Linked DNA regions of Sus scrofa: region 2 is linked to region 1. The links are chromatin contacts, called in public HiChIP or PLAC-seq maps. All regions are on one chromosome and are shown on one strand. The core of a region is the stretch at or near the end of the contact, and the rest is flanking DNA. Distances in the headings are between cores, read along the strand shown. Region 1 has its middle 72 kb from the start of SMIM20. Region 2 overlaps RBPJ (recombining binding protein suppressor of hairless).

Region 1 (5,850 bases), core at 1,909-4,408:
AAAATATTATCATTGTCATCATTATTTTGGTGTTCTAATGATATTGTGGTTGTATTTTAAAGAGAGAGTGAGAGTCTTAGTTCAGTCAAACTGAAATAGAGCTGAAATTTATTGTGTTGGTGTCTAGAATTTGCTTCAAAATATTCTGGAAGGAGGGACGGGCAAGGAGTGGGGCAGATACCCATGACATTAGGTTGGTTTTGTGTTGATAATTGCTGCAAGTTAGAAAAATAAGAATGAAAAGACATATCAACCAAATGCAATGTATGGACCTTGTTTTGATCCTGATTCAAATAAATCAAACATGAAAAATGATCCAGGTGACAAGAAGAAAAATTTGAACTCCAAATTTTTGATTGACATGAAGGAGATTGTTAATATTGTTAATATTTTTAGGTGTGATGGTGGTATAGTGGTTATGTTTAAGGAAAAAAAATCCTGCTTTATCAGAGATTTGCTTCAAAATATTGCAGGAGTAGGGTAGAGGGAAAATAAGTGGATTTATAGATCATAAAAGATCAGCCATATATTGATAATTGTTGAAGCTGAGTGATGGTACTTGGGGATTTATTTTATGTCTGTCTACTTTTGAATATGATTGAAGTTTCTACAATGAAGAACTTAACAGGAGTTCCTGTCGTGACACAGCGGAAATGAATCCGACTAGGAACCAGGAGGTTGCGGGTTCGATCCCTGGCCTTGCTCCGTGGGTTAAGGATCCGGCGTTGCTGTGAGCTGTGGTGTGGGTCCAGACGTGGCTTGGATCCCACGTTCCTGTGGCTCTGGCGTAGGCTGGCGGCAACAGCTCCGATTAGACCCCTAGCCTGGGAACCTCCAAAAAGACTTACCAGCAAACATTTGCAAAGAAAGATTAGGATCTCATTTTTACAAGTGGGGAAACTGAGGCTTTGAGAGGGTTAATAATGCGCAAAGTTCAGGCCCTCAACATTTCAGCAGACAGTAGAGGGCAGGAGTAGAAGAAGATGGTCCCTTCCACTTCGGGAGACAGGGCATTAACCCCTGGGACGCCTGCTCTTTCTGCCCTGGGTCCAGGGTCTTTTTTTTTTTTCTATTATGAGTGCCTTGACTTTTCTTGGGAGACCAAATCCTTCTATTCTTAGCCGTGGGAGGGGAAGGGTGATCCCCAGTCTGCCTCTAGCTCCAGGGCTGGGTACTAAGCCAGGTCTGAACAATCAAATTATTCTACTCTTTGTGAAACTGACAGCATGAATGGCCTGAACCCAGCCAGACCCAGATTGCTGGGACTCGAACCCAGACTAGCGTCAGATTGGGACTTAAACCCATGGTTTTAGAATAGAATCACTCACCCTGTGTCTGGACGCACTGAGGTTCAGGTTCTTTGTGTCTCCGTGCAGAAGGAATTCAGCAGGAGACAAAGTTGATAGGCAAGAAATAGATTTATTAAAATAGGACGCTTGTGAGAGATGCAAGAGGGCAGGCATGGAAGCTCTGCCCTGAGGATCCGAGGACCCGGTGGGCTTTATTTTTTTTTTCATCCAAGGGGAGTGGGGGTTGGAAAAGCCCTCCTCTTCCTTTCTGGGAGTAGTAGCTCCTCCTTGGTATCCGGTATTCAAATCAGCAGAAAGATGGTCCTTGAACTTCTGCCCTGGGTCTGAACCTGAACGCAGACCTCATCCCATCCCCCACCCAATGACCTGAGGCGATTCTCGTGCCTCCACTAGTCAAGCAAGCCTGCCTTATGCTGATGGCTTTTTTGAGCAATTTATTAACTTCCAATGATCTCCCAACGTCCCCTAGATTTCCTCTCTGTCTATGATCCTCTACTGGGACTTCTACAAGCACCTGTGCCTACACCATCCCTGCTATTGGCTCATGGCTGTTGCCTCAAAAAGAGGCTCGGCATTGATCCAATGAGACTTAATCCTTGGAGTCTTCTGGAGCTAGAAACTCCCTTTCCTCTGGAATTGACAAAGAATAGCAGCAATGAGAAGAACTGCTATTGAAAGTCTGCTATGTGCTCGCCAGTGTTCTAGGTACTTTACATGTATGAACTAATGTGTTAATTATCTAATATTAGATGGGAACCCTGAGCAGAGAGGTTAAGAAACCTGGGGAGGACCTTGAGCTGCTGGAGGCCCCTAGATAAAGAGGATGTGCCCGATATAAAGTCAACACTGAAGCCGAGGAAGTAAGCTACGTGGAGCCCAGGTCCTGCTGACATCACAGGAGTCCCTGGGGTCAGGTTTACCTTGGACTTTACTCTTTCTGGATCCAGTACTTTTTCTTTACAAATCACTTTCAGTGAGGTCTCAGCATTTTGCAGCTCAGAAACCTGACCCGTAAAATGATGGAGGACATCGAATGTCAGGGGCCAGGTAAGGGAGGAAATGAAGGAAAACCAATATAAATTGTCTGTCCTAAAGTAGGCATTGACCCGGAAGCTTTACATACGTTATCTCATTTAATCATTACGAGAATCTCTCAGATAAATAGCATTCCCTCATCTTATAAATTAGGACAATGAGGTTATGTAGCGTTGAGTCCATTGGTTCATTAAACCAGTATTTCATTCAGGGCCAGGTCCTGCGAATTCAAAGATAACAGCAATAATCATAACAAAGACTCTTATTCATTGAGTTCTCACCTGAAGCAATTGACAGGCATTGTCTCTTTTAATCCACTGAACAGGTTTGTCAAGTTTTATCACCACCCCCATTTTATAGATGTGGAAATCAAGGCACAGAGAAGTCAAGGCCTGTGCTCAAGGGCATGGGGCTGAGAGATGGAGATTGGGTGGCTTCAGGAGCCAGGACACTAGCACGACACCACACTGCCAACCCTCCCTGCAAGAAGTTCAAGGTAACTTGCCCGTGGGTCCCAAAACTGGAGGCAGTCCCCCCTGGTCTGCCTGCCCTAAAGCTCAAGGTCTTTCCTTGGCATCGTAGGGCCATTGCACATTAGAGTGACGTTGGAGTTGGGCTTTGCAGGAAATCAGGAGCCATGGAATGATTGGGGGCGGGCGGTTGATGTTCTCATCAAAATCATTCCATCTTCCAAAGAAGGGATGGGTCCTTCAATGAATCGACACTGACTTCAAGGCAAACACATATCCCTGTATACACCCCGGGGGCCACACCTTCATGTGGTTTACACTTGTGCCATGACTCACAGAAGTGGGTTTCATTTCTGTTTTTAGGAAGAGAACTTCCTGTTTGTCCCAGCCCTGAACGCCTTGCAGCAGGACACACGGCCGGTCAGCCTACAGGACTCAGCTTTTGCCTGTCTTTTCTGTCAAGCTGCCGACAGCCTTTCCCCACTTCCTCTAGTAGCAGTTCTCCTCTTTCCTTTGGCAACTGACCCTCCTCCAACCCACATGGGTCTCCTGGGGCTACGGATCCTGTGATCAGAAAGTAACTTACCAGAATGTAGCTACCCAGGGCTGTAGTGATGGGTTCATGGAGCAGGAAGGCCATCCTGGAAAGACCAATCAGACTCCTGGGATTTTAGTCTGGCTTTGGGAAAAAGGAGCTTACTTTTTTTTTTTTTTTTTTTTTTTTTTTTTTATCAATAGGAGCGCCTGTGGCATATGAAGCTTCCCAGGCTAGGGATTGAATTAGAGCTGCAGCTGCCAGCTGACACCACAGCTACAGCAATGCTGGATCCTTAACCCACTGAGCTAGGCCAAGGATTGAACCCCTATCCTCACAGATGCTAGTTTGTTCATAATTCACTGAGCCGCACGGGAACTCCCAGGAGCTTACTTTTTACTGAGAATGGATGATATAAACCCGAACCTGTCTGTGATCTTACTCACCTTCTCCCCACGACACCCCCCTGAGCCACGTGAAGGAAGCTCATCTTCTGCAATAGGTATGAGCCCTGTGTCCCAAGAAAAGCAGAGCTGAGAAGTGGATACAGAGAGAGAAGAGAGGGAACATTACTGCACCTCTGCCTCTAATCATACCAGAAATCCACTCCATTCTGGGGGCTCTGTGGTTGTGGAATCCATAAATATTCCTTCTGCTGAAATTGGCTTGACTGGAGTTTCTTTTATTTGCAATCAAAGAGCTCTGGCTGAGCTTGGCTTCATTAACCAGAGACTTCCTTAGTCTCAGCTTGTTCTTCTGGCTTTTCTTACCTTCAGCTTTTACAAACAGCAATAAGTCAGAATGAGTGTGAAGATCTAATGGCAAGGAGACTGGCTGCAGAATTATTTATCACAGTAAATCTTGGGAGAAAATTTTGATGGCCCATTACAAGGGATTGCTCACCTATACAGCCAGCCGGGCTCCTAGGTCTGATGAGTTTGTGGGGGGAAAGTGACATCCAATGATTTTAAGGCCCTGAATATGATACCCACACAGTGGTTCAGCTCCACTTAGACTTCCCTGCGATTATGTCACAGGGTTGCACAGGTGCTGGTTCAAGCACAGGCTCCCTGGTGATTTGGGGCTCTGGTTTCCTCCTTGAGGCATCTCAGTGCTGGCTGGGGCTCTCTGGGCAAACCCTGCTCCTCTCTGTGAAGCTGTCCTTTGGGGCGGCCTCCCCAAGCCCCGGGCATCAGAGCTGGGCTCGGTCTGTGTGGGTGGGAGAGGCACGTAAGGGAATCGCCCTGCAGGGGACTGTGGTTTTCACGTTTCTTCTTTCTCTGTTCAGCAGGCTTCCTCATTTCCATTTCTCTCCAGGGGATGCCATGACCCGGGCCCAGCCAGTCAGAGCTCCCTCTTCCCCTGACAACAGTGAGTAGCGAAGAAGTGACATGGGTCCCAAGGAGGATGAATCCGGACCCTTGGGACTGACCCCTGTGGCCAGGGCAGAAAGCTATTCTTTCTCTCTCCTCCCCTCCTCCCTCTCACCTACTATATTGTCAGTTTATTATGAAGGTTATAACTGGGGAAGAGTCAGAAGGAAGAGATGCTTAGGGCAAGGCATCTTAGGGTGGGGAGAGGGTGCTTGGCCTCTTCCAGAGCCTGACTGTCCCCCGATCTCCACGTGCTCACCAACTTGGAAGTACCACCTTCTCTTTTTTTCATCGTGGTTTCTAAGCTGGAGCTCATGGGGCTACACCTGTAATAAAAAAGACCCAGGTGCTGTTGGGTGGCCTGTGTGTTACCATGTAGATGAGGCCCAGAAGCTGGACTCAGGATGGAGCCGAAGTGCAGAGAGGAGCAGAGAGAAGAGATGGTCTTGGCCGCTTTCCATCTGGATGGTGGTCCTAGGTCTGTCCTGAGGTTGTGCTGTACACCCGACCTTGGGCTTCAGAGGACACCCAGGATTTACCCAGCCACTCTCAATTTTTGCAGAAGCTCACTTTAATTGATTGGCGACCCAAAGCCTCCTCCTACACACCCTGCTTTCCTTTCTTCTTCAGATACAAAACTCCCCCCTTCTCCCTGAGTTGCATAAAAACAGCTGCCCTAAACAAACGAATAGATGCAAACGCACCTGGGACACCAGCCCCAAGCCTGGCATCACACTGGCCAAGTGAGATCCCTTGAAACACAACCTGGAACCCCAAATCCTGCCTACGTTAAGTCTAAATATAGCAAAAGTCACTAACGATAACTTGCTTAAGATTGTCTGATATGATGTGGAATCTACAATATGGCAGAAACGAACCTATCTACAGAACAAACAGACCCACAGACGTGGAGAACAGACGTACGGCTGCCAAGGGGGAGGGGGCAGTGAGCGGGATGGACTGGGAGTCCGGGCTTAGTAGATGCAAACCATTACATTTGGACTGGACAAGAAGGAGGCCCTACTGTACAGCACAGGGAACTCTATCCAGTCTCTTGGGCTAGACCATGATGGAAAATAATATATATACATGTTCTTTTTCTATATATACATAATATATGTAGATAT
Region 2 (5,850 bases), core at 1,610-4,109, 310 kb after region 1:
GTTCTTTTATTTTGTGGGACAGGATTTTATGCACATTAAAAATAACAGTTTTTGTGAATTGTAGTTATTATCTACAATCACTTTTAGATATAAAAGCATTCCCAGTGAGTTACTTCTGATTCATAACCAGCTCTTAGCAGAGCAGATGTAGACTACCAATGGAATAATTAGCCAAAAATATTAGGGGGTTAGAGAGCCTTTTGTGTAACATTTAACTTTAAATTCTTGGCCAGTTTACATGAATAATTAAAGTTTTGAGGCAGTTAAGGTTTTTTTCTTCTCTTGGGATTTCATGGTTGCCATTGGTAGCTGTAATCACTAGGGAAATAGAAATATTATTTCCATCAAACAGATGGCTTTTCCAGCACTTGTCCCTAACAGTGCTTACTGAGATTCCTGTTTATGCTGGATGATTGCCTAATCACACCAACTTGGTACGCTTGTGAAAGATGACACCTGGTAATAGAATATGATATAGATATTAAAGTGTCTTACTGGACTTGAGAACATCCAAAAGTTGGAAGTATGTGTAATTCCCATGTTCCTGGGGAAAGGTCGTCTGTTCCTTTGAGGAATCATCTAGCTGATGCCTCAGCTATTCTTCCAGGGATGCCTTAACTACCCCTCCCACTTGTGGGCTTTTCCTTAGTTCTGACATGAGTGTTGCTATTTTCATTTCTGATTGGTCAGCCCATCCAGTGCTTTGAGGCACTGGTAGGGTTTTTTGTTGTTGTTATTGTTTGTTTGTTTGTTTGGCTGCACCCATGGCATGCAGAAGTTCCTGGCCCAGGAATAAAACCTGTGCCACAGTTGTAACCACAGCCACAGCAGTGACAATGCCAGATCCTTAACCCACTGAGCCATGAGGAAACTCTGACTGATAGGTCTTTGTTAGTATTAAGGATAGGTTTCTATTACGTACAAGAAATGTTTTTAGGGGATGTAGTGATGCAGTTACTTAAAAAAAATCCCACCTTTTTTCCACATTAATTTTAAGCTTTTGTGGAGATTTTACTTGGTATTAGTAGGATTCTCTTCCCGCCTTTTAATATGTGTTTTCCTACTTCTGTTGGACATTTTAAAACATATGTATTGGGGATCCACGATGAAATTGCAAAAACATGAGTCAGTTATTAAGATCCTCAAAACTTTGCATTTGTAGGCTGCATTGACTCTATACCAAGAAGTGTCTGTATTTTGAAGTCATTTTTTTTTCTTTTTTTTTCTTTTGTCTTTTTAGGGCCACACCCGCAGCATGTGGAGGTTCCCAGGCTCGGGGTCAAATTGGAGCTGTTGCTGCCAGCCTACACCACAGCCACAGCAACACCAGTCTGAGCCATGTCTGTGACCTACACCACAGCCCACAGGACCGCTGGATCCTGAACCCCCTGATCAAGACCAGGGATCGGGAGTTCCCTTAGTGGCACAGTGGTTAACGAATCTGAGTAGGAACCATGAGGTTGCAGGTTCGATCCCTGGCCTTGCTCAGTGGGTTAAGGATCCGGCGTTGCAGTGAGCTGTGGTGTAGGTCGCAGATGCGGCTTGGATCCCGCGTTGCTGTGGCTCTGACGTAGGCCGGCGGCTATAGCTCTGATTAGACCCCTAGCCTGGGAACCTCCATATGCCAAGGGAGCAGCCCTAGAAAGGCAAAAAGACAAAAAAAAAAAAAAAAGACCAGGAATTGAACCTGCAACCTCATGGTTCCTAGTCAGATTCGTTTCCACTGCGCCATGACTGGAACTCCTCTGAAGTAATTTTTAATGAGATTTGAAAGGAAATCTAATAATAACATATGTTAGGACAGGTTACCTTTTGGAAAGATTGGGTGGGCCTTTATTTCTTTAATATAACTAGTTGGGGCAAGTTGTAAGAGTGAAGAAAGAGTCATGGTGGATATATCTCAACTTTGGAGCTATTAAAAATTTATCAAGAGGAAGTTCCCTTGTGGCTAATTGTATTAAAGACTCTAGCCTTGTCACTGCTGTGGTTCTGGTTATTGCTGTGGTGTGGGTTTGATCCCTGGCCGGGAACTTCCAAATGCTGCAGGTGTGGCCAAAAAATTTGTCAAGAAAAAAAAAAAATCTGATGCTTTACACATTTTCTTGTGGGTGGAGGATGGTGGTGCCATTTATTGAGATGAGAAGGCATTGAGATAAATGGTGTTGCAGAGGAGTAGAGCTAGTGTTGCTCTGGAAAGGTTTTGGTTTTGAACATCTTGTGTTGGAGGCCATTTTGTGAGAGTTAGAGGAAGATATCCAGCGGCCAGTTATGTATATGAATTATGTCTGTGGTTTCGGGAACTTAGCAGAGAGGTCAAAGTTTGAAATACATACTCGAAGACTCTTAGATGGTAATTAAAGCCTTGAGAGTGGGCAAAATCTCAGGGAGGGTTGGAGTTAAGCAGAGAGAAACCACTGGTGAGCATCACCATTTAAGGAATGAGTGGAGGTGTAAATATTAGGAAAGGAAAACTAAATATGAAAGAGATGGGACAAATAGCTAGACAGTCTCAGTTTAGAAAAATGAAGAGGGCTCTTCTGGGAGGAGGGAAACTTGTCAGTCGTGTCACATGCTACCAAGAGGGCAAATGGAATAAATACAAATGCCCACCAGATTTAGGGCGTCAGCGACTTTGGCAGGAGCAGTTATAAAGAAGTGTTGTACTTTACTAATACACACATTAAATAGGTACAGAAATTTCAGATGTTAAGAAATTGTGATAAAAAGGAGGTAAACCAAGTTTTAAAGATACTTCTAATAGAATGATAGAATCCCTTTTTATCTTAGTACTTTTCAGTGAGAGCAGTCTATTTAAGTTTACTTCCTTTTTTTAAACTGTGGTATATGTAACATACTTTATTATTTAGAAAGAAAAATCTTGCTTAATACTTTGTGAGAGTCATTCACAGGGCTGGTTCTAAGTTTATTTCTATGCACATCAGGTGATTTTTTTTTCTCTACTACTGCATTTTTGTCCTAATTGTAGCAGTTTTAACACACATTTATTATTTTCTCTGTAGCTTTGGAGTTTACCTCACATCTTTTAAAAACCGAAACCAAACAAAAAACTATTTTCTAGTAAGTCCACATACCAAAGGTTCACAGGGATTGTTTTGTCTAATGCATATAGGAGTTTCTGCCACGATGCCATTTATATACACTAGGCCCTTGGTATCCACAGAGTCTGCATCTGAAGAGTCAGCCAACTGTGGCTTGAAATAGGGGGAAAATCCCAAAAAGTTCTCAAAAGCAAAACTTGAATTTGCCACTTGCTGGCATTATTTTCATAACATTTATGTTGTGTTACTTTATAAGTAATCTAGAGATGGTCTAAAGTATATGGGAGCATGTGCATAGGTTATATGCAAATACACTGTCATTTTAGAAGGGACTTGAGTATCTGTAGATTTTTGGTATCAGAGGGGGTCCGGAACCAGTCACCTGCAAATACTGAGGGATGACCATGTAGCTTGAGAAAACTCAGGTTCGACAAAATTGTGCAGGGAAATAATAAGCCTTATGGGGAACGAAGGGTTGGGGTGGACTAATGAAATTCCGTGAAACTCTGATCTTGGCTGCTAACTGAAAACAATAGCAGTCCTAATAAAAAAGCAAAAGACAAGCATTTGTACTTTGTATTACCATCTTCGGAGTCTTGAACCTTGGGCTTCTAGTTGTAGGTCCTAGAAGGCCATTGCTTCTAAGAGACTATTTTCATTGAAGTTAAAAATCTAATCCAGTATGTGGCCTTTTTCTTATTCCATTGTTTTAATCAGGGGAAATTTTTTTTTCAGCTTCTTCATCAAATTGGTTAACCCAGCCGGAAAGAGTAAAGTAACAATTGGCGATACCACTAAACTAACTACTACTTATAAGAAAGAAAAGTTCTTTTGTAAATTTTCAGGTTTTTTCATTTTTATTTTTCTTTTTTTTTGTCTTTTTAGGACTGTAGCTGCAGCATATGGAGGTTCCCAGGACAGGGGTCTAATCAGAGCTGTAACCGCCAGCCTATGCTACAGCCACAGCAACTCAGGATCTGAGCTGTGTCTGCGAGCTGTGTGGCTCATGGCAACACCCAGATCCTTAATCCACTGAGGGAGGTCAGGGATCGAACCCTTGTCCTCCTGGATGCTAGTCAGGCTTGTTAACTGCTGAGCCACGATGGGAACTCCTCAGGTTTTTTTTTTAAATGTTTATCTGTTACTAAGCATTTATCTTTATTTGTGGAAAAGCTTTTCCCCAGTTGCCTCGAAACCCTAATATGCTAGGAAAAAGTGTCTATGAAGCAACATGATTTCCTTTTTAGACCAGCATCTTTCTCCTATTTCTAGTTGCCAAAGAGGTAATTCACAATGAAGAAACACACATTGTGTCAGAACAGACCTTATACTCATTTGATTTGATTTGTTAAATACATAGAACGAGTGGCAGGTGAGTACAGCTGACCCTTGAACAACTTGGGGGTTAAAGGCACTAGACCCCTGTGCAGTGGAAAATCCCCATATAACTTTATAGTCAGCCCTCTGTACCTACAATTCTGCATCCTTGGATTCACCCAACCATGGATTGCATGGTACAATATAGTACATATTTATTGGGGGAAAAGAAAAAAAAAATGTGTAAGTGGACCTGCACAGTTCAAACCCATGTTGTTCAAGGACCAACTGTAGGAGTGCCCTAGTGTTAAGGATCCAGCTTTGTCACTGCTTGACTCTGGTTATAGCTGTAGCGCAAGTTTGATCCCTTGCCTGGGAACTTCCACATGCCATAGGGCATGGCCAATAAAATAAAATAAAAATAAAGGTATCAGCTGGGAGTTCCCACTGTGGTACAGTGGTTAAGAACCTGACTGAAGCAGCTCAGGTCACTGCAGAGGCACAGGTTTGATCCTGGCCCTGGCACATTGAATTAAAGGATCTGGTGTTGCTGCTGCTTTGGTGTAGGTTGCAGCTTCAGCTCAGATTTAATCCTTGGCCCAGGAACTTATATATACCATAGGTATGGCCATTAAAAAAAAAAAAGTGCAGGGGGGGGGCAAGCATCAACTATATTAATTTTGGAATCAGGAAGACCAGGCTTTGAATTCTGACTCTGCCATGTTAAGTGTCTTTTTCCACAAGTTACTTGACTTCTTTAGGCCTCAATTTCTGTATCTGTGAAATGGAGCTAATTAACACCTGCCTCTAGAATTTGGTAGTAAATACCCAACAGTCTTTTTTCTCCCTGAATTTACAAATAAGAAGTGTTAGCTCTTATTTGCAGTTGTCATTTATAATTCACAATATTCTTCAGAGCATGGCGTAACATGTGCCACTATTAAGATTTTCAGCAAGTTGAACATTTTCAAATAATTTTTACATCGTTTTCAATTTTATTGAATATAAAATATTTTCAAGAAGGCAGGATTGTGTTTTTACCATCAGAAGTAGGTCACAAGGAAAACAGACACAAAATGTGGTAAATGAGATTTGTATTTTCATTTTTTGGCAAAGTTTTACCAGTAGGAAACTGGTAAAATAATCAGAAGATAAAGAAGCTGTAATTGTATTTAGGCTCATTTGATGTAAAGGGGATACAAACAGGTTTTTTTTTTTTCCCCCTAGGTTGCATTAGAGATGGACTTTTTAAAAATTTAAATGCCATTAAAAGTACTATACTACTTTGCTTATGACATTTAGTGGGTTTTGTTTTTTGCTTTTTTGGGTCTTTTTGGCTGCTCCCAAGGCATGTGGAAGTTCCCAGACCAGAGATTGAACCCATGCCACAGCAGTGACAGTGCCAGATCCTTAGCCCACTGAGCCCCCCTCCCTTTTTTTTTTTCTGGTCTTTTTAGGGCACCCGAGGCATATA

The links. HiChIP or PLAC-seq counts read pairs in DNA pulled down with a chosen protein or histone mark.
Region 2: an H3K27ac HiChIP or PLAC-seq map of alveolar macrophages shows a contact between it and region 1. The contact joins two enhancer-like sites. A contact is called at or near these places in 4 of 47 Hi-C or Micro-C datasets (alveolar macrophages, fetal heart ventricle, fetal skeletal muscle and 1 more) and 2 of 2 datasets of contacts at active chromatin or transcription factors (alveolar macrophages and skeletal muscle).

What each region holds. Positions count from the first base shown.
Region 1 is chr8:19,770,538-19,776,387 of Sscrofa11.1, forward strand. No RefSeq gene overlaps it. Among named protein-coding and RNA genes, the nearest start is that of SMIM20, 72 kb to the left of the region's middle. Within about 2 kb of position 3,159, at least 4 of the 83 cell types and tissues checked have an H3K27ac peak or open chromatin away from gene starts, as enhancers often do. A contact at or near this core is called in alveolar macrophages, where this site is marked.
Region 2 is chr8:20,080,877-20,086,726 of Sscrofa11.1, forward strand. All of the region lies in intron 1 of RBPJ (recombining binding protein suppressor of hairless), which reads left to right. Among named protein-coding and RNA genes, the nearest start is that of CCKAR, 120 kb to the right of the region's middle. Within about 2 kb of position 2,860, at least 2 of the 83 cell types and tissues checked have an H3K27ac peak or open chromatin away from gene starts, as enhancers often do. A contact at or near this core is called in alveolar macrophages, where this site is marked.